Linked DNA regions of Mus musculus: regions 2, 3, 4, 5, 6 and 7 are each linked to region 1. Evidence: chromatin contacts called from public ChIA-PET, Hi-C and HiChIP or PLAC-seq data. All regions are on one chromosome and are shown on one strand. Each heading gives the region's core, a stretch centred on a gene start, on an enhancer-like site or on the middle of the called end of the contact. The rest is flanking DNA. Distances are from core to core; before and after follow the strand shown.

Evidence for each region. A called contact is a pair of places that touch in the nucleus more often than the background predicts. ChIA-PET counts read pairs in DNA pulled down with a chosen protein or histone mark. HiChIP or PLAC-seq counts read pairs in DNA pulled down with a chosen protein or histone mark.
Region 2: a contact with region 1 is called in an HNF4G HiChIP or PLAC-seq map of pancreatic cancer cells. The contact joins the enhancer-like site here to the promoter of Btg1 in region 1. A contact is called at or near these places in 4 of 39 promoter capture datasets (the 3T3-L1 cell line, 3T3-L1-derived adipocytes and hippocampal neurons), 1 of 15 datasets of contacts at CTCF or cohesin (the NIH/3T3 cell line), 20 of 484 Hi-C or Micro-C datasets (the AML12 cell line, the C2C12 cell line, the MNK3 cell line and 10 more), 20 of 115 datasets of contacts at active chromatin or transcription factors (the 230-238 cell line, the NIH/3T3 cell line, the SCID.adh cell line and 17 more) and 1 of 9 other capture datasets (adipose tissue).
Region 3: a contact with region 1 is called in a Hi-C map of cerebellar granule neurons, with 4 times the contacts expected there. The contact joins the enhancer-like site here to the promoter of Btg1 in region 1. A contact is called at or near these places in 2 of 39 promoter capture datasets (the C10 cell line and liver), 9 of 484 Hi-C or Micro-C datasets (brain, cerebellar granule neurons, cerebellum and 4 more), 8 of 115 datasets of contacts at active chromatin or transcription factors (the SCID.adh cell line, bone marrow-derived dendritic cells, craniofacial prominence and 5 more) and 1 of 9 other capture datasets (pancreatic islet).
Region 4: a contact with region 1 is called in an RNA polymerase II ChIA-PET map of memory CD8 T cells, with 3,425 read pairs. The contact joins the enhancer-like site here to the promoter of Btg1 in region 1. A contact is called at or near these places in 9 of 39 promoter capture datasets (the 3T3-L1 cell line, 3T3-L1-derived adipocytes, the C10 cell line and 5 more), 1 of 15 datasets of contacts at CTCF or cohesin (pro-B cells), 25 of 484 Hi-C or Micro-C datasets (B cells, CD4 T cells, CD8 T cells and 14 more), 27 of 115 datasets of contacts at active chromatin or transcription factors (the 230-238 cell line, CD8 T cells, the SCID.adh cell line and 19 more) and 3 of 9 other capture datasets (adipose tissue, liver and macrophages).
Region 5: a contact with region 1 is called in an RNA polymerase II ChIA-PET map of memory CD8 T cells, with 646 read pairs. The contact joins the enhancer-like site here to the promoter of Btg1 in region 1. A contact is called at or near these places in 7 of 39 promoter capture datasets (the 3T3-L1 cell line, 3T3-L1-derived adipocytes, hippocampal neurons and 2 more), 1 of 15 datasets of contacts at CTCF or cohesin (the NIH/3T3 cell line), 28 of 484 Hi-C or Micro-C datasets (3T3-L1-derived adipocytes, the C2C12 cell line, adipose-derived mesenchymal stem cells and 15 more) and 13 of 115 datasets of contacts at active chromatin or transcription factors (the NIH/3T3 cell line, acute myeloid leukemia, bone marrow-derived dendritic cells and 10 more).
Region 6: an H3K4me3 HiChIP or PLAC-seq map of bone marrow-derived macrophages shows a contact between it and region 1, with 2.5 times the contacts expected there. The contact joins the enhancer-like site here to the promoter of Btg1 in region 1. A contact is called at or near these places in 4 of 39 promoter capture datasets (the 3T3-L1 cell line, 3T3-L1-derived adipocytes and the C10 cell line), 2 of 15 datasets of contacts at CTCF or cohesin (CD8 T cells and the NIH/3T3 cell line), 4 of 484 Hi-C or Micro-C datasets (B cells, bone marrow-derived macrophages and nephron progenitors), 9 of 115 datasets of contacts at active chromatin or transcription factors (the 230-238 cell line, CD8 T cells, the SCID.adh cell line and 5 more) and 1 of 9 other capture datasets (adipose tissue).
Region 7: a contact with region 1 is called in an RNA polymerase II ChIA-PET map of memory CD8 T cells, with 1,118 read pairs. The contact joins the enhancer-like site here to the promoter of Btg1 in region 1. A contact is called at or near these places in 2 of 39 promoter capture datasets (hippocampal neurons and neutrophils), 5 of 484 Hi-C or Micro-C datasets (the AML12 cell line, CD4 T cells, double positive thymocytes and 1 more) and 11 of 115 datasets of contacts at active chromatin or transcription factors (the 230-238 cell line, the SCID.adh cell line, double positive thymocytes and 8 more).

Annotation. Positions count from the first base shown.
Region 1 is chr10:96,615,546-96,618,771 of GRCm38.p6, forward strand. It overlaps Btg1 (BTG anti-proliferation factor 1), which reads left to right and starts at 1,456. Exons shown (of 2, transcript NM_007569.2): 1 at 1,456-1,927; 2 at 2,731-3,226. The coding sequence starts at 1,780. The coding sequence ends at 3,098.
Region 2 is chr10:96,870,040-96,873,265 of GRCm38.p6, forward strand. No RefSeq gene overlaps it. Among named protein-coding and RNA genes, the nearest start is that of Gm46240, 30 kb to the right of the region's middle. Within about 2 kb of position 1,627, at least 84 of the 459 cell types and tissues checked have an H3K27ac peak or open chromatin away from gene starts, as enhancers often do. A contact at or near this core is called in the C2C12 cell line, the MNK3 cell line, the NIH/3T3 cell line and 15 more, where this site is marked.
Region 3 is chr10:96,846,139-96,849,364 of GRCm38.p6, forward strand. No RefSeq gene overlaps it. Among named protein-coding and RNA genes, the nearest start is that of Gm46240, 54 kb to the right of the region's middle. Within about 2 kb of position 1,538, at least 15 of the 459 cell types and tissues checked have an H3K27ac peak or open chromatin away from gene starts, as enhancers often do. A contact at or near this core is called in cerebellar granule neurons, cerebellum, muscle stem cells and 1 more, where this site is marked.
Region 4 is chr10:96,397,032-96,400,257 of GRCm38.p6, forward strand. No RefSeq gene overlaps it. Among named protein-coding and RNA genes, the nearest start is that of Gm33782, 90 kb to the left of the region's middle. Within about 2 kb of position 1,725, at least 102 of the 459 cell types and tissues checked have an H3K27ac peak or open chromatin away from gene starts, as enhancers often do. A contact at or near this core is called in B cells, CD8 T cells, Th1 cells and 15 more, where this site is marked.
Region 5 is chr10:96,821,021-96,824,246 of GRCm38.p6, forward strand. No RefSeq gene overlaps it. Among named protein-coding and RNA genes, the nearest start is that of Gm46240, 79 kb to the right of the region's middle. Within about 2 kb of position 1,496, at least 60 of the 459 cell types and tissues checked have an H3K27ac peak or open chromatin away from gene starts, as enhancers often do. A contact at or near this core is called in 3T3-L1-derived adipocytes, the C2C12 cell line, beige adipocytes and 5 more, where this site is marked.
Region 6 is chr10:96,433,546-96,436,771 of GRCm38.p6, forward strand. No RefSeq gene overlaps it. Among named protein-coding and RNA genes, the nearest start is that of Gm33782, 130 kb to the left of the region's middle. Within about 2 kb of position 1,771, at least 22 of the 459 cell types and tissues checked have an H3K27ac peak or open chromatin away from gene starts, as enhancers often do. A contact at or near this core is called in adipose tissue, bone marrow-derived macrophages and microglia, where this site is marked.
Region 7 is chr10:96,785,735-96,788,960 of GRCm38.p6, forward strand. No RefSeq gene overlaps it. Among named protein-coding and RNA genes, the nearest start is that of Gm33897, 72 kb to the left of the region's middle. Within about 2 kb of position 1,682, at least 51 of the 459 cell types and tissues checked have an H3K27ac peak or open chromatin away from gene starts, as enhancers often do. A contact at or near this core is called in the SCID.adh cell line, double positive thymocytes, effector CD8 T cells and 2 more, where this site is marked.

The sequences.
Region 1 (3,226 bases), core at 206-2,705:
AGAGAGATGCAGACCTCTTGATAGCCTATGGTTCAAGGACTCACTTTTGGTTCTTTATCTTCCGGGATGGTAAGATGAGCCTCCAGTCAAAACCCTGCGTCTGTTTTCAGAAAGTCCTATCTGACAATTCACACACACACACACACACACACGCACACGCACACGCACACGCACACGCACACACACACATGCACAAAGATGTTATTTTTTGATTCAGTTTATTATAAAAAAAAACTTGATACTTTCTGAAGTGCTTTCTAACATTATCTTTAGATAATATGTGGGTACTTAAGTATTGTATATTAATGATAAATGATGTATAGGTCACCTTTTCAAATTAATTTCAGAACCAATTATCCTCTTGTTTCTCCTCTAGCTCCATACACACACACACACACACACACACACACACACACACACACACATATATATATTTTAAAGTGGTGTGTATTGCATCTGATGACCAACTAAACTCTAAATATTTATTTCCATCTGGTAGAGTTCAACTTCTGCCTCTTGTTTGCTTTCTTCTTCCTGCCTGGACTTCATTGTTTTCTCTCCCTTCTCCTACTTTAAGAGAGTTGGGTTAACCCTATTTTGGGTCTAATAGTTTTAGCAGGCTCATGCTTTCCTTTTTTTCTAGGCTGTTTACAACCGTCTTTGCCAGTAAATATGGGTGTCTATGCTTAACACTCTCGACAAGCTTAAAGTTTTATCTTATGTGTCAACAGCAGCACAACTCTAAAGTTCTGACATCACTTGAACTAGAAAAACGAATTTGTTGTGCCTTTCTAAAATACATATGCAGATTTTTATGAGTTTCAAGGCTCATCTTCTCCCCCCCCCCAGCCCCCCGGGGTTCTGCAAACCCTAGGGGCAATGGCTTGGATTAAGCCGCAGGATAGCTCCAGGGAGCGAGTCCTTCCTTCCATTCCCTAGCGGAGCCTTAGTCTCCGCCACCGCACGCTCCTCCCGCCAGGGCTGCCAGCCAAGCCGGCTGGAACTGGGCTCAGATGTAAACATGGGGTACGCAAAGGACTGGGGCTGCGGAGACCGAACCTCAGTCCTGAGGTTCCAGCCACACCGCAGTAAGTGAGGAACCCGGAGCCCGCTCGGGGACTGGAGGGTCCCCGCTGGCCCGAACCGGGGGCGGAGCTAGCTCGGGGGCGGAGCTTTCACACGCGCCTCCTTGGCTTCTTTCTCCGCCCTCCACCGCTCCGGAGTCTCAGGCTGCCACTCGGGGGGTTTATTTGTTTACAAGCAGATTACGTCAGCTCCTCCCTCTCATCCCGGCCTCTGGGCACGCCCCCTGGCGGCCTTTCTCCCGCCCCCTCCAGCCCCGAATCTGCCTGCGTCACAATGGTGCGATCTCCGGATTGGCTGGCGTCCGCCCTCACGCCCCGGGTACGCCACTTCCTTTCCGCAGCCCTATAAAATGAGCTGCACGGCGGCGGCAGCTCTTCGCCCCTCGGAGCTGGAAATGCAACTCTCGGGATCCTCGGAGGCTACCGAGCTGGAGGCGGAGGCGGCTGGGGAGGTCCGAGCGATGTGACCAGGCCGCCATCGCTCGTCTCTCTCTGTCTCTCCTGCCGCCTCCTGGCTTGAAAATAACTTTTTTACTCTAAAGGAAAGAAAAAAAATCCCCTAGAACCAGTAGCCGTCCGCGCCTCGCGCCCTCGCTTCCTCTCGGCCGTCGGGTCTGGGCGAGAGCCCGGGGTGGCCGCTTCGCCGTCGGGGCCGAGCCCCGGCCGCCCCGGGCCACCCCCGGCCGCCGCCCCCATGCATCCCTTCTACACCCGGGCCGCCACCATGATAGGCGAGATCGCCGCCGCGGTGTCCTTCATCTCCAAGTTCCTCCGCACCAAGGGGCTCACGAGCGAGCGACAGCTGCAGACTTTCAGCCAGAGCCTGCAGGAGCTGCTGGCAGGTGAGCGGGGCGCGGGGACCGTCGCGGGTCGCCACTAACGGGCGCGTCCCGGTCGTGGCTGGGGGAGGGGGGGGGAGCTGGGCGGCGGGGCGCCGCGACACGCACAACAAAGGATCCGAAGCGGGGCGACGCGGAGCTGCGCCCCGACGGCTACCGGCCGGTCGCGGGGGACAAAAGACCCAGGGCCCGGAGTCCCGTCGGTCTCCTCTGCCGGGTCGCCGCGACCGTTGCGAGAGTCTGCGGCTGAGCCCCTGGGTGGCTTGTCGCCTCTGTGTTTCGGAGCCGGCCCGGGACGGACGTGCCAGGTCTCCGCACCTCCTGTGCCTCTTGCCCATTAATCATCGGATTTGTCACCGGTACAATTACAACCCAACCCAGATCTTGGTTTAAGGTTTCTTGGGTTTTCTTCCCTTTGGGGTTAACTGGCCATAGTGGCGTTGTCTTGCCCCCACCCCCCACCAGTTCCATAAAGTCTATTGTATGGGACCCCGTTGGGGTGGAGAAAGTAAACAGGTTCCCGCCCGCTTGCCTGTGCCATCCAGCTAGTTGGCCATCCAGGGCTGCGCGCGGGATTCCTGTTTTGGCGGCTCAACCGGTCAGTACCCGGACAGTGTTTGCCACAGTGTCTTTGCTTTCTCTATTCTGTCTCACGACAGCGAATTCGGTCCCGGACATTTGTGAAAGTTGGTGGTTTTCATTTTCGCTTCGCTAAGAAGCTAGCAGCAGGAGGAGGAAAGTACGCTACGGTACGGCTGCGTTGACTACCGTCCTGAGCATTGTTTCTCTGTTCTTTTCTTCCACAGAACATTACAAACATCACTGGTTCCCAGAAAAGCCGTGCAAGGGATCAGGTTACCGTTGTATTCGCATCAACCATAAGATGGATCCTCTGATTGGACAGGCAGCCCAGCGGATTGGACTGAGCAGTCAGGAGTTGTTCAGGCTTCTCCCAAGTGAACTCACACTCTGGGTTGACCCCTACGAAGTGTCCTACCGGATTGGAGAGGATGGCTCCATCTGCGTGCTGTACGAAGCCTCACCAGCAGGAGGTAGCACTCAAAACAGCACCAACGTGCAAATGGTAGACAGCAGAATCAGCTGTAAGGAGGAACTTCTCTTGGGCAGAACAAGCCCTTCCAAAAACTACAATATGATGACTGTATCAGGTTAAGATATAGTCTATTGGATGGATCATCTTATAATGGATGGATGAATTTGATTTTTTTTGCTTTGGGTGGGCTCCTCTTGGGGATGGATTATGGAATTTAAACCATGTCACAGCTGTGAAGATCTGGCACA
Region 2 (3,226 bases), core at 377-2,876, 250 kb after region 1:
ACTGATGGGGCATGACACTACCGTACATGGGATCTCTAGCTCCAACTCTGCAATGTCTTTTTTTCTTTTTTTAATTAGGTATTTTCCTCGTTTACATTTCCAATACTATCCCAAAAGTCCCCCATACCCACCTCCACAATCCCCTACCCACCCACTCCCCCTTTTTGGCCCTGGCGTCGCCCTGTACTGAGGCATATAAAGTTTGCAAGTCCAATGGGCCTCTCTTTGCAGTGATGGCCGACTAGGCCATCTTTTGATACATATGCAGCTAGAGACAAGAGCTCCGGGGTACTGGTTAGTTCATATTGTTGTTCCACCTATAGGGTTGCAGTTCCCTTTAGTTCCTTGGGTACTTTCTCTAGCTCCTCCATTGGGGGCACTGTGATCCATCCAATAGCTGACTGTGAGCATCCACTTCTGTGTTTGCTAGGCCCCGGCATAGTCTCACAAGAGACAGCTATATCTGGGTCCTTTCAGCAAAATCTTGCTAGTGTATGCAATGGTGTCAGCATTTGGAAGCTGATTATGGGAGATAGAAGAGAGAATCTCAGGTGCAATGTCTTTATTCTGGGAAATTAAATGAAAAGGGGATGTGAGGTGAGAAAAATAACTAAACTAGACTGGAGAAGAAGGTAAGATGAAATGAAGAGGCAGAACTAGCAGATGCCTACAGTAGATTAGGAACACCAGAGCCTTTCATCTTGTCAAGATGGAGGTATTGTTGGGAAGCCACATGAGCGCCAAGCGACATAGCTCCAACAAATTCAGCAGAGGCCAAGAAGCATGTCCTTAAGTCTTCCTGTGAGATGGCTTCCAAGTGCGATGTTTGTCTGTGACTCTTATTTAAGATACCCAGGGAGCTATCAAATGTTGTCCGTAATTGATTGACAGCCACATGAAAAGAATAAATATTTCAAACTGGAATAACAGAATAGATTTCTCCTGAGCCTTAACTTAATTCCTCTTTTTAAAACTCTCTTTCTTTTTCCCTCCTCCCTTCCAGAACTGCAATTGGAAAAAAAAAAGAGTAAATATGAAGAACTACATTGAGACAGTTGTCTGATTATTTTTTTAACCTGAGAATGCAAATGGATAAAGTTTAAAAACAAGGAGCGATGTCAAACATAATCAGAACTTTATATCCTGCAATATAAACTTTTGTAAGCTCAGAGAATCAGCCAGAACAAAATGTCTAATTGGTTTAAAATTAAAGTCAAGGTTAATATTAATAAATACTTTATAATTCTTTGTAAGTTTATTTGAATGGTATTGGCTCAAACTAAATAGATGCCATTTCTTTAAAGAGAACAGTGTTTAATTAATACCAAATGACTTAGTGTGTGGAGTTACTGTTTGTTCTGTGGCCCAGGCTTCCAAGCCTGTGTTTGTGTATGTGTGTGTGTGTGTGTGTGTGTGTGTGTGAGAGAGAGAGAGAGAGAGAGAGAGAAAGAGAGAGAGAGAGAAAGAGAGAAAGAGAGAGACCCACATTTGGTAGACTTCTACAGAATGCACACATATATTTTCTTTTTGCCAAAAAGTAACAGAAGCCTTCTGAAGGCGTAAGGCTTCATCTCTTTGATAGAGCTCTTAAAACGAGAACAAGAGTGAGCCAGAGTGGACAGGATGTGGGTGTCTGACTCACAGCGCAAGGCAGCCACATGCAGGGTCAACAACCCCACCCCATCTGTGGCCTGCCCTTTCCTCTGATCTTTTCAGATATTTCATGTGATGGTTGGCTCACAAACAGTAATGGCTTCTTGGGAATGTCGGTCATCCGAACTACCTGAAAGATAAGAAGCTCCACCTTCCTTTCTTATCCTGGCCTCCTTGGTAAAGATGGAAAGATATTGTTCCTTCAGATACACAGTAGGGAGGAAAAAGATGAGGAATCCAGGTTTCCGAGCCTTCATAAGTCTGAGCCCTGTGACTCACCGACAGACCACATGAGACAGAGGCCATGTTCTTGTATGTTTTGGTGGTGTGCAACTTTTTCTCCTCTGAGACAGACAGGAAACATGCCTAATTCATTGTATAGCAGCTATATAAGGCTCTGAGGATAAATACTGACTAAATCCCAGGAGTATTTTAGTGAGGAGCAGTATGCACATGAGCCCATAACTACTTACAGAGTGGCTGAGAGGCTGCTGAGTAGTGATCAATGTCTTAGTTTAAGGGATATAAAAACAGTTATTACAATATATCATAATATAACATAATACAGTAATATATATATATATGTACATATAAGATACATACATAATGTTATAACTCATGAAGCGGTAGATGGAAAGAGAACAGAGAGGAGGAAATACTTAACAGGGAGGACTGGACTCCACTGTGTTAATTAGACAAGGCTCTGGGAGAGGAAGAGCTATGCTGGGCTGGACGCTGCAATATACTCAATGAACATCAAAAATGATGAGAGGTTTCAGGTAAAGGGAAGAGTCTTTGAAGAGCACCATCGCTGAATGTTTAAAACAAGAAAACTGAGAAAAGAGAAAGGGCTAGAGCTCTTGGAACAATGGAAGGAATGAGAAGAGAAGGAGAAAGGTATTCATTCATTTTCTAATCTAGCCTGCAGGCTGCACAGTCAGTGACCCCGAAACAATGGACAGTCAAGTGTGCTTTGCAGTGTCTCCGGTAGCCCAGGTTGGCTTCAAACTTATTCTGTAGGTGCAAACCTCATTCTCCATCCTGAAAACCCCCGAGTTCTGGTGTTCCTGGCATGTGCCACACCTAGATGGGATTATAATTTTGTTCTTATAATTTCTGGAGTTTATGTGGTTGTTGGTAAAATTCTGTTGAAACTGTGATGGAAGAAAACTCTCTCTCTCTCTCTCACTCGCTCTCTTAATCTCTCTCTCTCTCTCTCTCTCTCTCTCTCTGAGGTACCGTTTCACTATATACAGCAACCTGGCCTTCAATCACAGAAATCTGCCTTTAATGAAAGAGCTGGGATTAAAGACATATCCCACCATATCTGGCCATTTTCTTATTTTTCAGGCAGGCTTGTTGCCTGCACATAGAGCTTATAGATTTGGCCATATTATCATCTGCAAGCTCCAGGAATCTTCTTGTCTCCAACACTCTGGCGGATTACAGGCATGCACTGTTGTACCTGGTGTTTTCTTTTTAGGTGGGTGCTGTGGGGGGTCAAATTCAAGTCCATGTGATTGCATGGCAAGCATCTTATGACCTAGCTATCGCCACAGCTCTATTTCTGTAG
Region 3 (3,226 bases), core at 288-2,787, 230 kb after region 1:
TGATACAGGGAGAAGGCAGCAGCAAAATGAGAGCTGTGCAGAGTAGGTCTGTACACTCCCGGAACGTTTGGAACCTGGGGTGAACAAGCCCTGACACAGAATGGTAGCATCAGCTTAGAATGGAGAGATTACAGACTTGATATACCCACCAGCAAGAAACTGCAACCCCTACATTTCTAGAAAAGATACAAACGAAAATGTCAGAGTAAATAGGTTGGCATTATGGAAGAACCTGGGTAGGTAGATTAAAAAAAAAATGCAGTAAGAAAGAAAAAGCAAAAGTCTCCCTCCCATTTCTGCCACTGCCTGGGGGATGTCCACAGCTTACAATTTGCTATGGTCCTCTTCAAATGTTGTCCTTGCATGGACGATCCTTATAAAATATCGCTGGTGTCTAGTCTATCATTGATACTTTGACTAAAATGTGTTATAATAAACACGTTATAGTTCTAGTACACGACTATCTAATATACCGAGCAGAACTCTTTAAGGGCCTCTGGGGGTTTTTGTTGAAAAGATGGACCCTAATTTAAAAAGCCAGTTCCCTGATGGGGGGCATTTTAAACATTCCCTGTTCTTTGCCCTGATACTATTTATGATAGTGATATTTTTACTCAAATGTGTTTTATCATTTGTACATCTATCTAAGTGGTATATGGTCAATAAGCTAAAATACTTGGGATAATTAATTTCCAAGTTTTCCTCCTAAACTTTGATGTTTCTTTATAAGGCCACGGAGATGGGAGGGTTTCTATTGTTACCATTTGATCAACTTGAAACATTGTTGCTGTTTTGGGATTTTTGCCAGTTCCATGGACCCATTGTTATCGAGTAGCTTTCATTTGCATTTCTTTCACCTTCAGGCTGAAGGTTTTTTTTTTTTTTTAAGAAAAATTGAAGAGACTCACACAAAATACATAAGTTCCTAGTTAGATGGTAATGAAAGCACAGAACTAAAGGGTGTGTTGGAGGGATTTAAGCAGAATGCAGGAACTCATTTGCATTTTCTAATCAGAAATGCATTTATTTTTCTCTTTGTCCCGCATAGTCTTCCAATTTGAATATTCAGCAGGAGAAGAAGGCTGACTGAATACTTAGACTGTAACAATAGTCGGGCACACTCCATTCTCACGACTGTGCTCTATCTTTGTAAGGTGAAACACTTCAACAGAGAAAATCTCAATTTTAAATCCGGAGGGCTCACTGCTGAAGTCCTTTCCACCACGGTGGAAACAGGAAAACTGTTCCGAGACAAATTGACCCTTGCAAAGAGCCTTGACATAGCCTGAATCCAAGCATCGTCCCCTGTCCACTATACTCCTCTCTGTCTCCCTCAGCCTTGCCAAAGCCAAGGTCAGCACATGCCCTACTTCAAGGATGGTCCTCAACATGAACTTCCTGTGTTCTCTGGCTGGTAGCACACTTTCAAAAAAAAAAAAAAAATCGGTCCTGGCACATTTGTTCTCTCACCAGGTTCTCCTTCCCCGCTCTTCCTGTCCTCCTTCCTTCTTCCCTCACAAGCCTCTCAGCACTCTTCTGGCAGAATCTTGTCTCACTGCAGGGAGCAGCTTTCTTCACCTAGCATCACCATCACCACACATTCTTCTCTTATACACCATCAAGAGGAGCATCCCCCACTTACTCCTGGCTTCATCCCTTGGTCCCCTCTCTCATATTCTCTCTCTTCCTCTTTTTATTTCTTCTCCACCTCAACCACAGGACCCGTGTTGCTCAGCCTCTTTGCCTTTGTCCTACATTAGTTCATCAGAAATCTGGTCCTTTTAGTCAACCATGAATGCCCGAGAGCATGCACTTGGATAGAGCCATGGCTATTGGTGCCAAGGCAGAGTGGTATGCATGATGAATTATGAAAGCCTTTCCTGGACAAGTTTGGAATCTCTGGTCTGCCAGGGCACTGCACCAATGAATGAGGACATGTGTGACAAATCAGAAAATCCTTCTTAGGAAACAAATGGTTGGGAAGAGAATTATGTAGATGACTACTGTGACAAACTGAAGATATGAACGTCCCCCCAGGGGTGACCTGAAAACAAGTCTCTTCTCATTTATGTTTAAGCAGAATGACTGATTAAAGGTTAGCTAATATAGTCCAGACTTGATTTCTCAAACTTCCATAACAAGTACTTTTTTTCTGTGTTTGGCTATGTACTAATGCTGTAAACAAATACTCCCCTAATTATTAGGATGCTTGTTTGCCTATCTATCCATCTGTCTGTCTGTCTATCTATCTATCTATCTATCTATCTATCTATCTATCTATCTATCCATCTGTCCATTCGTCCATCCATCCATCTGCCCACCCACCCACCTATCGATCATACTTCTTTGTTTTTTTGTTTCTGTCTGTCATCTGTCTTTCTGTCTTTCTTTTTTCTTTCCTTCAGTCTGCTCGCCCCTCCCTCCTTCCTCCCTCCCTCCCTCCTTCCTTCTTCCCTTCCTTTCTTTTTTATTTTAGCTTGGAGGGCTTGGACCTATGTCCAGCTCATGCTAGGCAAGTGTTCCACCATAGAACCACACCTCCAGCCCCATCAAGAGCGGTTGCCATCTGGCTTTTGTGGCCACTCTCCTTGCAAGTGGTAAGTTCAACTACTGCCAGATTTTCTTTGCTCATCTTTTTTTTTTTTTTTTTTTTGCTATTACAAGACTAAGACCTGGATTTGTTAAGCCAGGCATTTCTGGCTTGAGAAACATACTTGCACACATGAATGCTTCTCACATTCTTTACCACTTATGAATTATTCAATCTAGTGTTTTCCTCTGTGCACTGGATACAAAATTTCCTTCTCTCTCCTTCTTTTAGAAACAAGAAGAAAGTTTTGCCCTTTTTTTCCCCATGTATATTTCTCATTGTTAGATAATTATTATCAGGAAGAAAAATCAAATGTTATTAGCATCTATGTAGCCTGGCTGGCCTGGAATTCACTATGTAGACCATGCTGGCTGGTCTTAAACTTACAGACATCCACATACCTCTATCTCTCTGCTGGGTTTAATATTGTGTGCCACCAAGCTCAATGATTGTTATTATTAGCAGAATTTTTAGTTTCTTGATACATATGTTTTCCAAATAGAAATGGTCTCTCACTGATAATTATAGTTTGTTGCCTGTATCATCTCTACCTCTGTCTCTTTTGACAGTGGGATACAAATAAGGTCACCAAAAGATTGGGACACAACACAGTGAGGAGTGCTTGCATACTGTATG
Region 4 (3,226 bases), core at 475-2,974, 220 kb before region 1:
CGGGGCTCTAAATTCCAACTGCATAATCAATAAATTTTATTTTAAGTAAATTTTGCTTTTCTTTTTCCCATTAATTAATTTGTTTATTCACCTTATTCACATCCCTATTGCTGCCCCCTCCTCCCTGTCCCCCCCCCACACACACACATAGTTCCTCCCCTCAAACCCCTTCTCCTCTGAGTGGTTGGAGCTCCCCCCCCCCCCCCGCCTCCAGAGTATCTCCCCACCTTTGATTGTTAAAAAGGAAAGCCAAGCACAACCTATAGAAACTCTAACTGGATCACATCCAACCCATTGGTCATTTGCCAACAGTGGCGTGGAACGCAGTTCCACAGTGATAGACTAGATTTAAAAAGTCAACATCCAAGTATCTTGACATTTTTCAAATCGGAAAATCCAACCCAATGGTAGGAAACAGAGGCGTGGAGAGGCACGGAGCTACAGTGAAACCATTTTGACCAGAAACTCAAAGGAGCTCTCATATCAGGTTTTCCCTGATATCGTTAATGATAGCACCAGGGTACCGTTCCAGGGACTGGTTTCTGCATCACAGGGACAAACCTGCCTTTCAGTGGTCATCTGAGCAGAAGGCCACAGAAATAAAAGCAACTGACTCCCTACTCCCATGCAAATTCTATCCCTCTGCCAAAATATCTCATTGCCAGTTCTGGGTTTTAGACTCCAAAAGAGCTCTGGCTGTATAACCTCACATTGTTGCTGTTAAATGTTCTATCGATCAATGAAGAACAAGAGACAGCCCGTTCTTCCTGGAGAGTAGCTACTTTAGAAATTAGTAAGGATTAGTAAACCCTTGTTTAAACATCTCTTTGGAATGGCTCCGAAAGGTTCCCGTGAAACAACGAAGTTATTGTTCACCCCAGGAGTCTAATTTCCCTGGGAATCACACTTTCCTACCTGGTTCCATTGCTCTGTGGTTGAACGTGTATTAAGTCTGACATCCATGTATAACCCAGAGGGACAAATGGGTTCCTCTTGTAAGCCCTCATTGCCACGGGCTCTATTTGTAATCAGACAATCAATATGGTTAGCATGTGCCAACTTCGCCGGCGGAGAATAAGTGAGGCTGTTTGAGCCCAGGACACTGGAGAAAGCGTGTGAGGAAGCCGTGTGAATGGGGCTCATTGTTGGCCTGGATTTTAAACGTTCTCGTTTTTCACAACATTTTATGGAGAGCTCTTAAAAGGCCTTTATTGATAGAGATACTCATTAAATGCCAGTTTTAAAAGGAGAGTTGTTGATGTAATGTCATACAATCTGCTTATGCATAAAGCCTTTTTTATTCTGGTGTTCTGACGAGTGCTTTGCCATGCCAGCCCTCCCACCACATCCCAAGACACAGAAACTCCTCCTCTAGACGAATGCTCTGAAATGCGGGGCTGTTATTAGATCAGATGCCATAGATGGCTGGACCTTTCCTGCGTGCTTGTCTTTCACTGTCAAAACCAACCCTGATTTACTCAATGCACAACCAGTAATTGAACATCTGCCATATAATGCAGAAAAACCAGAGAAAGATGGTATTGTTGTTGTTGTTGGTTGGTTTTGGTTTTTTTTTTTCTTTCTAAAGGAGCTAGTTAGATTTTACTGTGAAAAAGAGACATGCAAATTAGTTAACAGCCGTGCATTGCACCAAGCTTGAGGGAATGGGGCTGGTGAAGTCTGAAGTCAGACAGTTCAGCATGTGACTTAGGACCGCAGCTTAGGGAGGGACTGAAGGTGTGGGCGGGTGCTGGTGAGAAAGGAGAAAGGCAAGCTTGAGACAGCACACATGTGAAGGAGCTCAATGGAGCCATTCCACAACCTGTGCGTACAGCAAGCCATCATGTTACGTGCCACCAACAGATGTGGTTGTTAACTATGAAAAAAATTTACCAGGAAAAACAAGACAACGTATTAGCGATAAAAGACACCAATGAAATCCTTGGAAGGGAAGAGAAAGAGGGAGGGAAGAATAGGGGGGAAACAAGAGAGGGACGATGGGAGGGAGGGAGGAAACTGCATATACCCAGGCTCCAGCACAACTCAATTTCAAGGTGGGAAGGGCACTGAGTGCTCTCAGCTTTCCTAGTCTCCCCCTCATGGCTTTTGATGCTCAGTCAACTTTGAAAACCCTTAGCTGGGATCAGATTCTCTAGCTCTGCTGCAGATTAGAGTAACTGGGGCAGCTCCTCAAACTCCCAATGCTCAGGCCCCACCCCAGTCCCGCAGGCCAGACTCAGGTGAGTCTGGATCCCTAGCGTTTCATACACTGGGCATGGAGACACCGATCAGTAATCCCCAACAAGCAGGAGGTGGAGATGGGAGGGTTGTAAATTCAAGGTTATCCTTAGCTACAGAGCACGTTTGAGGCTAGCCTGAGCCACAGGAGAGCCTACCTCAAAAGAACAAATAGCAACAAAAGAAGACCTGCCTTCCAATATGTTATTTCCAAGCAAAAATTATTTGGAGTTCTCTTTTATTATCTACACATTTTGCCTCCTGGTCTTTGCTTCCCTACCAGAGCTTTCTAAAACAGAAAGACCTGGATGCAGATACCTCAGAATAGGGTGACACAAAGCCGGAGGAGCGACAGACAGGCAAGGGCAGCTTTGGACTTGTTTTTGTCTGGCTTAACCGGGAGGATACTGGAGTAAGACCATCTGCCCTTCAAGAAATCAAAGCCAGACACAGGAAGTGGGCGGGAAGACCCTCCAGCAGCCCCAGCTGCCTGGGCCGGGCAGCTGCACAGACCCCTGTTGTTGGCAGACAAGGCAAGGTCTTTTCAGTCTTGTGACCATCAACCCATCCCCAGTGCTGGTGGGGAGGGCACTGCCATTCTTTCTATGACTGATCGCAACAGAATGTGACAGTTGTTTGGGGTGACAGGTTTCCTGGGGGCTCTGCCTTCAACAAGAGCCATTGTGCAGAGGGCGTGTCCTGGTGCCAATGTCACAGGCAGGGGAAGACCCGAGTGGTCCTTTCATTTATATATGACAACATTTCCAAGGAACAGATGGACAGAAATCTTAAGCACTAGCCATCTTCCTCTTGTCTGAAGAGCTGCGGTAGTTGAACAGAACAAATGGCCTCCGTGCCTACCCTTCCTTTCTTCTGCCTTCCTGTTGGGTTAACTGATACACCAACAGAGGTTGCCCTCTGCATTGGATTCAAGGCCAGCTGCAACTAGAATTAGACATTCTCACCTGCTGCCTCAATCACAGATGCT
Region 5 (3,226 bases), core at 246-2,745, 210 kb after region 1:
AGGCAGAGATATAGGAAACCCATGTTATGGTTAGTTGTATGGGTGTAAGACCCACTGGGAGGGTGGCTGTGTTTGCACTAGGCCGAGCATTTCGAAACACTGCACAAAGCAAGTTTGAAGCTTCTCATCATCAAGAAATGACCAATGTTTGAGAAGATGCATTAAAACGGATCTAAACATCACACATCACACAATGTAGTCGCGGATTAATGCACAGTATGGAAACTCGTTCCCACATGCTTTTATATGTTGGATAAAATAAAAGTGAGAAAATTTTAAAGGAAGAAGAAACTGAATATATGCCACCAGCACATCTGGACTAGCACATCTGGACTAGCACATCTGGATGGTTAATATGACCTTAGAGGCAACCACTGGGCAAACCTCACTAGACGTTCTACAGGGCGTACACTGGCTTTGTTTATCGTAGCAGAACATATCAGACGCTATGACCTTTGGCTTGAACTAGAAGTAAGTCTTTACTCCGCCATGTGCTCCCCTTCCCTACATTTTATCCAACAGAATAGAATTGCCTAGATTACATTCTTATCCTCATTGGTCTGTACCAGCAACATTTGAGAGTCACTATTGCCCTGGCAATGTTCCTGGTTTTGCTCCAAGATTCCTTCCGCCTGTCCATCTTCTGCAGTGCCACCAGAGAATAGTATTTCATTAACCTAAATCATACGATGTAATTTTTCCTGCTTAAAACTGTCACATCAAGACTTTGAGTTATTATTATTGTTATTGTTATTGTTATTATTATTATTATTATTATTATTATTATTATTATTACAAGGCTTGGCTCCTGCCTACCTTCCCTTTTCTCCTGGTGTCTCAAGACTGACCTCTACCTTAAAAGCTAGTATTCCTAACTGGCATTTCCAGGACAGAGGAAACTGTCACTTCCAACTTTCTCTACTTGCAGCTTGCTTTGTCATCTTTAGGTCACAGACAGTTCATCTGACTAGTTGTCTCCAGCTAGGCCAAAGTCTCCTCATAAGTTGCAAAAGTTTTCAAATATTGTCATAAATTCCCATGTATCCAGGACACCAGAGTCTGGCCTCTGCTCTAGAAACTGCTTTACCCACATGGCTCTGTTCCAGAGACACCACTATTTTCTCCGTTTGGACATTTAGAACAAGCCCCAATTCTAAGCCTCTGCCTTGTGTTCATGGAACACCTCAAGCTAAATTTATATTTTCATGACTTTGCTTCCTTTTCTGGACTCTGTCTCGTCTCCAAATTGTCAGTGGTTTCTGCTCTTCTCATTTGAGTGGCCACATGATTATGGGAACTTCCAAGGTAGGAGAAGAGCTAGTTATTAAGATGAGGCCTGTAGAGTTGGGAACAACTTATTAGTAGCTGGGTGTGGCCCACGCAAACCTGGCTCAGAATCACAGCTCTTCAGCTTGAATTCACCCTGGGGAAGAGGCTCAGCTAGCAGCTCTTTAAAGAGCACAGGCTTCAGTGCCAGCTGTTTTCCTTGTAAAACAGCTGACCAGTTTTGCTCGGTGCAATCAGAGACTTGGGTTCCTTCCCACGAGGGAAAACCGTTGACCCATTTCAGTTAGTACTGCAGAAAAATTTCCATGGGCCCAAGAGAGGTTCTTGGGAAATAAGATAGGTATCCATTCATTGTATAAAGTGACAGGCAAGGCTTGTCATTTTTCACCATTGTAAGAAGTCAGAGGCAATAAACACATGCAGGAAATTGTGGTGGTATCTCCCCCCCACAATTGCTTCTGGAACTGTTTGTTTCTTTACAAGCTTGTTATTCACTAAGCAATCAATTTTAACTCCTCCTTTGCCCTAGTTCCTGGAAACCCCTAATCTTGCCATCTTTATAGATCTGCCTATTTTGAAAATTTCAAATACATTAAACTATACAACCTCCAACTTTTTGTGTCTGCTTCATTCATGTGAGGTATGAGTTCCAGTTGATTTGTCTGTGGCATGCACCTCCTTCATGCATTCCTTCCTTTTAGTAGTTGAATAATATTCTACTGTGTGGGCAGGCCACATTTTTTTTTTATATCCATTCATCTGTTGATGTGCATTAGGGTCATTTCCACCTGCAGGTTATTACCCTGAAAGTTGCTGTTATGGCTGTTTGTGCCCTAGGTTTTATTTGAACATCTGTTTCCAATGATTTTTGGTGTGACTAGGAGTGGAATTGGAGGGTCATATGGTTCGGGAAAAAAAAAAAGATCCTTGTTTAACTTTAGTGAGGGAACCATGAAACTTTGTTTTTTCTCTAGTGGTTCAACAATTTTACATTCTAACGAGTTACGAGGAAGGATGGGTTTGGGCAAATCCTAAGAACACCATACAAAGTGTTTATATCAATAAGTGACTCATTAAAGACATTTACATGATAAGGAAGAACATCAACTCAGATTCTTAAAGTGAGATAAAGTTATCCCTCCTTCTTGGTTGAACAGACCATGATGGCTAATTATGAGTCAGTTCTGGAAAGTTCCGAGAGCAGCGTGTCAGGGCATCTACACAGAAGATTATTGGTGTAAGGTTTTTGAAATAGCCACACGTCAGCTGTTCAGAAATACAGATTCGCACTGTCTATGGCTGAGTTCTGCTTGGCTCCAGTGACACTGTTTCTGCTGAGCTTGAAAACCTCTTAAACCTGTCATTGAAAGGTAATATGTTCTTTTCTGGCTTGAATCACAACAGGGAATTCAAACTTGTAGTTCCTTTTGGAGCCTAAAGTCATTTAAAGTCAAATCACCTATGAGGATAAGCAGGGAGCTGTTTCAGGTCTGAACCCCCTCAGCCTTCCCGGAAGTCATGCCATTGGAATGCACAAGCTTGGTCGTTATTACCTCTGGGTGGCGTTCGCCTTTGCTGTATCTGTACGGACTATATTAGCTAGGTCTTCTGGGATGTTTAAGTTTTCCAATGATGTTGACAGCCTTATCCATGCCCTGGTGATATCAGATATGGATTCTTGGAGCTTCCCTTTCTCAGATCCTTGGCTTCTTCCTATCCTCAGACCACTTAACATTGGTTCAAGTTACAAGTTCAGGGGATTCCATGGCATTTCTCAAACGTCTAAGGCCCTTAAGGGAGTTCACTGGTCTGGTGCAATACCACATACTAATCCTGTCTAGCCTAGAGTTTTAAGCTTTTGAAGCTTAAGTAAATGGGCAGGTAGGAGATCCCATTGACAGAAAGTCAAAAGTCACACTAGATTATGTGTTGGCAAGTC
Region 6 (3,226 bases), core at 521-3,020, 180 kb before region 1:
TTCACATGGGTACTGGGGATCCAAACTTAAGTCCCCATACTTGGGCAACAAATCATTTACCCATTGCCCTCTCCTTGGTTACTGTTCTTTGAGTTAATATTCACTCATTAACTGGCCCATTCATTTTTGCAGCACTGGGAATCAAACGCAGGGCTTCGAGCAGTCTAGGTAATATTGCATATCCTTTGAGAAACACTGCAGCTCCCCAATGCCCAACAAGACTCCCAACCTATGCCTTTCAGTAATGCCAGCACAAGGACTGCTTTAAAGGGCTTAGCAAAAGATAGATGTTAGGCATGGCTGAATGTCACCCCTACTATTTTATGGAAATAGAAGCATGGAGAAGTGTTGCAGGTTTTTCCCTGTCCAATTACATTAGGGCAGCAAGAGGCCTGTGATTGGACATGAAAAAGGGAGGTGGAGCTAAGAGTTGGTATTTTATTGAAATAGAAGCATGGAGAAGTGTTGCAGAATTTTCCCTGTCCAATTACATTAGGGCAGCAGGAGGCCTGTGATTGGACATGAAAAAGGGAGGTGGAGCTAAGAGTTGGAGAGGCAGAGAGCATCTCAGAGGGAGAGAAGTGAGAAGGCCAAGATGGAGGCAGACGTGAACCAGTGTGGCTTTAACCAGCTGCAGGTAGTTATGATACCATAAGGTTAGAATAATTGGGATAGAGCTTTTAATCATTATCAATTGGTTCTGAAATTATTGTATTGGCATCTTGTAAACTGTGAACTTAATGGTACATAAATCTGATTGGCTAGTTATAAGCTTTAAGAGTTTTGATTCTACCAGGTAAATGGATGTTGTGATGGCTGACTGTGGGATAGACAGTCATTGGGTGGAGCTGGCGGCAGCAATCCGCCAAGGGGCTTGGGAACTCGGGCCCAGTGCTGGTACTCTCCCCCCACCCCATCCCCACCCCACCCCCACCCCGCAACAGAGAAGGGGTACAGTTCTCACAAGACTACACAACTGCTGGTGACACTGGAACTTAAAATCAAGTCTACTGACCTCTTTTCCTTCAAACCCTGCCATCCTTGCCCATGTAGATGGCTAAGCCGTGATGGTCAATGGAGTATGCAGTTGTATTGACTGAAGAGTTTCTCTAACTAAGGCTTGGTCCTACAAGCCTGGTGGACAGAAAGATGCTGAAGTATTTTGGATTTAATTCTTTCTAGATCCCTTGGACTATACTTCCAGCCAGCTACAGTTTAAAACAAAGAACTGCAGACTATTGTATTCCATCAGAAATATAATTGGTGGGGCTGGGCTGATAGTCCAATTGATAGAGTGATTGTCCTGTATGCATGAGTCCCTGAGTACAATCTCCAGAGCTTCTAAAACAAGTAGACAAGTTTAGGTGGGTACGGTGATTACAGGTATGGGAAATGGGGAAAGGAGTTAAAAGTCATGCTCAGCTACATAACAAGTTCAAGGCCAGCCTGGGCTAACGAGACTCTGCCTTGAAACAAAATAAGACTTTTTTTTTTTAATTCATACAATTATAGGCATTCATATGAAACGTAGTCTTGTGTTGTTATAGGAATTTATCTATTGGACCATCACAGGCAAAGGTGATTTTATTGTGTAGGGTTGAAGTCATCTATGTGGAAAATAATGTTTTTAAAATTTTCAGAAGAAAAAGTGGTTTCACGGTAGGGAATGTGATAACATCTATAACACATAAATGCTGGACTCTAGACTAACACTTTGGAATACAGTTGTGAAATCCAGGAAGGAAGTGAGTAACAAGGGCCACTTTGAAATTTGTCAAACACATCGAAAGGGAAAGAAAAAAAAAGTACCATGACACCAGACACTAGCAACCACTGGAAAATATCTAACAGTTTCTTTCAATTGTCGGATAAGGGAATTTGGTTCAACAAAGACGGGAAGTGGGATACGAAGACCGACAAGCTTTCCTGCAGCCCCTGGTTTGGTCTTTTAAAGTCATGAGAAAGTGTGCCATAGCAAGGCAGGTTAGAGACTCCAATCATTGACTCAGTTAAACAAAGGTATTCATACAAGCAGGGAAAGTCCTTGTAAAAGGAGAAAGCTGCTTTTGTCAGCCATGGAAGTCTGAAAATGTTTGGGGTGTGTCCTCAAAGACTTCAGTGGCAATCTCTGGTTGGGCTTCTATTTAATCTATTTCCAGCAGAGAACTTGAGCCCTGTTTCCTCTTGGGAGTGTCACATGCCTAGCATTAGTGTTTGGGGCTTCAGAGAATCTCTAATGAACCTTTTATATATACTTTTTTTTTTCTTTTTTGAGAGTACTCAAAAAATTAGGCTGTGACAACTACCCAAAACATAATTTGTTATGCTGCTTAATTATTTAATGCACTGTTTAAAAATTTAAACATGGCCTCTGGTTGGTTGGCTGACGGAGTCCCATTAAGGTACATTTGAAACGCCTTCAAGATTATAATTATCTACTGAGTTCTTCATGGTTCAGATTTATAAATTAGATTGTGTTCTCTAAGAAAATGCCAATTCAAATATGTCAACATTAATGTTTTAAGGTATTTCTTTAAAATATTACTAGATATATAGATCTTTAAAATATTACTAAATGCCTATATCTTTAAACTTTTTTTCTTGAAAAGTAACATGAAAGTGAAATAAGGTCTAATTATCTTATTTATAATATTATTACATTCATATTATCTTTTAATTATATTATTATATACTCGTATACATCCCCTTTCTAATTCAGAAAAAGATGTTACCATAGAAATATTTGTTGACCAGCATCACAGGATCAGATCTTCACAGTAATGGCAAGAATCCAGTCCAACCCTATGTGTGACAGCTGTGTCTACTGAGCATCACAACAGAACCTCACATTGTTTTTTAGGAGGAATGAAAATAAGTAACATATTTCTTTACATGTGTTACAAAATTGGTACTTTCTAGAGGGAATGAAAGGACATTAAATCAAGTGAAATGAGCGAGGCATGGAGGCCAAAGGCCACTTGTTCTCACCGAAATGTAGAAGCGAGAAATGTTGATTCTGTAAGGTAGAAAGTACAATAGTGTGTGTTTATCATGTGTGAAACCCTGGTTAGGAAGAGAAATGGGAGAGAAGAACAAGGAAGGAGAGAGAAAGGGGGAAGGAAGGAAGGAAGGAAGGAAGGAAGGAAGGAAGGGAGGGAGGGAGGGAGGGAGGGAGGGAGGGAGGGAGGGAGGGAGGGAGGCAGAGACAAAGATATTTTCAATGTTA
Region 7 (3,226 bases), core at 432-2,931, 170 kb after region 1:
CCTTTAAACCCCATTATCCATCTCTACTTTAAACAATATAACAATGGCAGGAACCACAATATCATTCCTTTTAACTTATGTAAAAAGCCTCAAATTGGAATTACTATTTTCTTTGGGTCTAATAAATCCATCCTTGATAATTTCATACTATAGACAGATTATTGAAAGGGAATATACATTTTTTAACCGTGAAACTCTGTATACCTGAGATACAGACTTACAATTTGCATAAAAATAGGCCAAATCCCACAATGGTGTTATACTAAAACACCCTGCTTATCTATATTTGAAGAAAATTGATTTGAACATGAAACTTGCAAGGCACAAATGTCACCTGGAAAGCCCCTTCCCAATAACACACACAGATTTCATCTGCAGAGTACACATTATACCACCTGAGCCAGGAAATAAATGAATGTGTTTAATAACATGATCTATCAGACAGTAGAAAAGCCACAAGCTTATCCCAATAATAACATATAGAATCAACATAAAATTAGATGTGATTACAGTTCAGAGAGAGGAAAACAGTTCTGAAATAAAGATTTCACTTGGTTTCTCTATGTTCATAGTCCTTGTGTCTCAATTCTGAGAAAGTGAACATGAAAAGCATGGCAAAATCTGGCCACTAATTATATAATACACACTCAGTTATTCACGGGCTTTGTGATGGCTTGTTGTTTTCATGGCCAACACGAAACCTCCAGCTTAAACACATTTTGTGTTAGGCTGAAATCGAATGTAGGCTTGTTCAAGTTGCTTAACATCCTTGAACTTCTTCATCAAACTGGTAGAATTCTTAAAGAGTTTTCCGCGTATAAAAAAAAATACAGGTGGAATGTGTGGCTTGGTGTTTGATGTGCAGCACATGACAGGGAGATGGATATTATTATCATGATGGGAGAAATAACGACAACTAAGAGTCTAGAGAACTTAGTGGTGCTCTTCATTAAGTAGCTGACTGTTACCTTAGGTACTGTGGTCTCTGGGCTACAGCTTCCTCATCTTTGAACTGTCGAAGGTGGAATCATCAAGGTGAGATGTTTCTCCTTTGGGTTGTCTGAGAAAGGCTCTCAATCTGGAGCTGAGGGGTTTTGATCTGGTGATTATTTTGCTTCCACCTCCTGAATGTTGGGATTGTAAGAATGCACCACCAACCATGATTAATTCAAGTGCCTTTATAGTAATCAAATTGTCTGTCTAGATTTTGTTTCTTGTTGTTGGAATAAAACATTCTGTCTGAACAACTTAAGGGAGCAAAGGTCTATTTAGCTTAAAGTTTCAAGTCCCAGATCATCGTTTTGGGGAAGTCAAGGTGTGAACTTGAAGCTGCTCGTCACCCCCACAGTCAATAGCACAGAGAGAATGGATGCTCAGGGAACGATGTGCTTCTCTTTTAGGTTGGGTATTTTCCTATCCCTTGATACATAATTCAATCCTCAGGGTTATGCCCATAAGCCCAGGTCACTTAGACAATTCCTCACTGAGACACATCCCCAGTGACTCTAGGTTGTGTCAAGGTGACAGTTAAGAACTAACCACTGCATTCTCTTGTGTGAATGGAATCTTAGGCAAAATGCTGCTGTTTGAAAGCCATGCAAACAGAGCCGCTGAGTTGGTTAAAGTCGTAAAGTTAGAGCTTGATTACTTGTAACCACTTCCTGCGCCTGCCTGTGGCACCACAGAGCGTTAGGCAGGTGATTACAAGACACTTGAGAAGGTTTCCTGTATAATGCTGTTTGAACTGTGTATTGAGCTGGTGAGCTTTTGTTCAATGATTTATTCGCCAGTTCCAGAAAGGGACAGATGAATCTTCATAAGACTGTAACAGATGTGAACTATCAATTTTACTGGTTTAATAAATTTAATGACTGTATTAGGGTTTTGTGTTTTTGTTTTTGTGACAACTTGTGGAAGAATTTATTTTGGTTTATGGTTCCGGGGGGTTTAAGAATGGACCATGGTAGGAAGGTTTATCAGTAAGAGGCAGACATGTCAGTCAGCAGAAGCAGGAAGCTGAGAAATCCTATCTTTAAGCCCAAACATGAACTAGAGAGAACAGGCTGTAAGTGGCTCTGAGCTCTCAAACCTTACCCTCAGTGATATCCTTCATTCAGAAGGACTCCCCCTAAAGAGGGTTATATAGCCTTCCCCAACACTGATACCAGCTGCAAACTAAGTATTCAAATACTTGAGTCTATGGGAGACATTCTTAAATTCATACCACTCTGGTAACTCAATCAATTGTTCAGCACTCATAGTATCAAAGACTAAATCAATGTCCCATAATTGTTGTGTATATAGAGAAATTTTTAGTTATACCCTATACAATTATATAATTATCATAACTAGAAATATTTGAATATATATGTCTATATATATATATGTATATATATGGATGACCTGCCATTTCCTTTTCATGTGGATGATGTCATCAAATTCATATCCACCAAAAAAAGAACTCTCAGATAATCTTGTTGATAATTACTACTTTTGGGGGGAGATCCTTAATTCTTAATTGGGTTTAAAATAGTAATGTATACTGTGGGTTCTGATGTCAGTTTATCTTCAAATATCCCTTTGAGGGTGGTGCCTTTATTCTCATTTAATAGGTTTGGAAAATGTAGCTCATATTTGAGAAAGCTACTTGGAGTCACATGGTGTTTAAATATCGAAGCCCAGGTTTCCTGATTGCACTCCAGGGCGCTTTCCACGAGTGACAGGGGCAAGAGGACAATGTGCAGCCTTATCTTTTTCGAATGTGCTCTTCCTGATTTGCTGAGAGTTTTAAGCAGTTCAGAGAACTGCTCTGAACCATGCAATGACATACAGTCAATAAGCATTCAGGGCACTCTGAATTGTTCAGAGGCATAAATGGGTAAATACTCTTCACATTTTAAATGATAGTGAAAACATTTGCATTCTGATATTAATATTTATTGATTTTTTTTGAGGTTCAGTGAATAGTTTTCATGATAATTCCTCAATCTTCAGAGAAAACCTGCATTCATAAATAACAAATTATGTCATTACCCACATCTGCTCTCATTTTCTATAGGCTTCAAAATCTCTATTCATCACGGGAGCCAAAAGAAGTGGGTACCCACCGGTTTCTCCATCAAATTCTGGCCCATCTTCCTGCACATAATTCTTATTTGAGAATGCAATGCTTATTCAAAATAAATACGGGACATACTAAACTATGTGATTAACATGCAATGAGTCT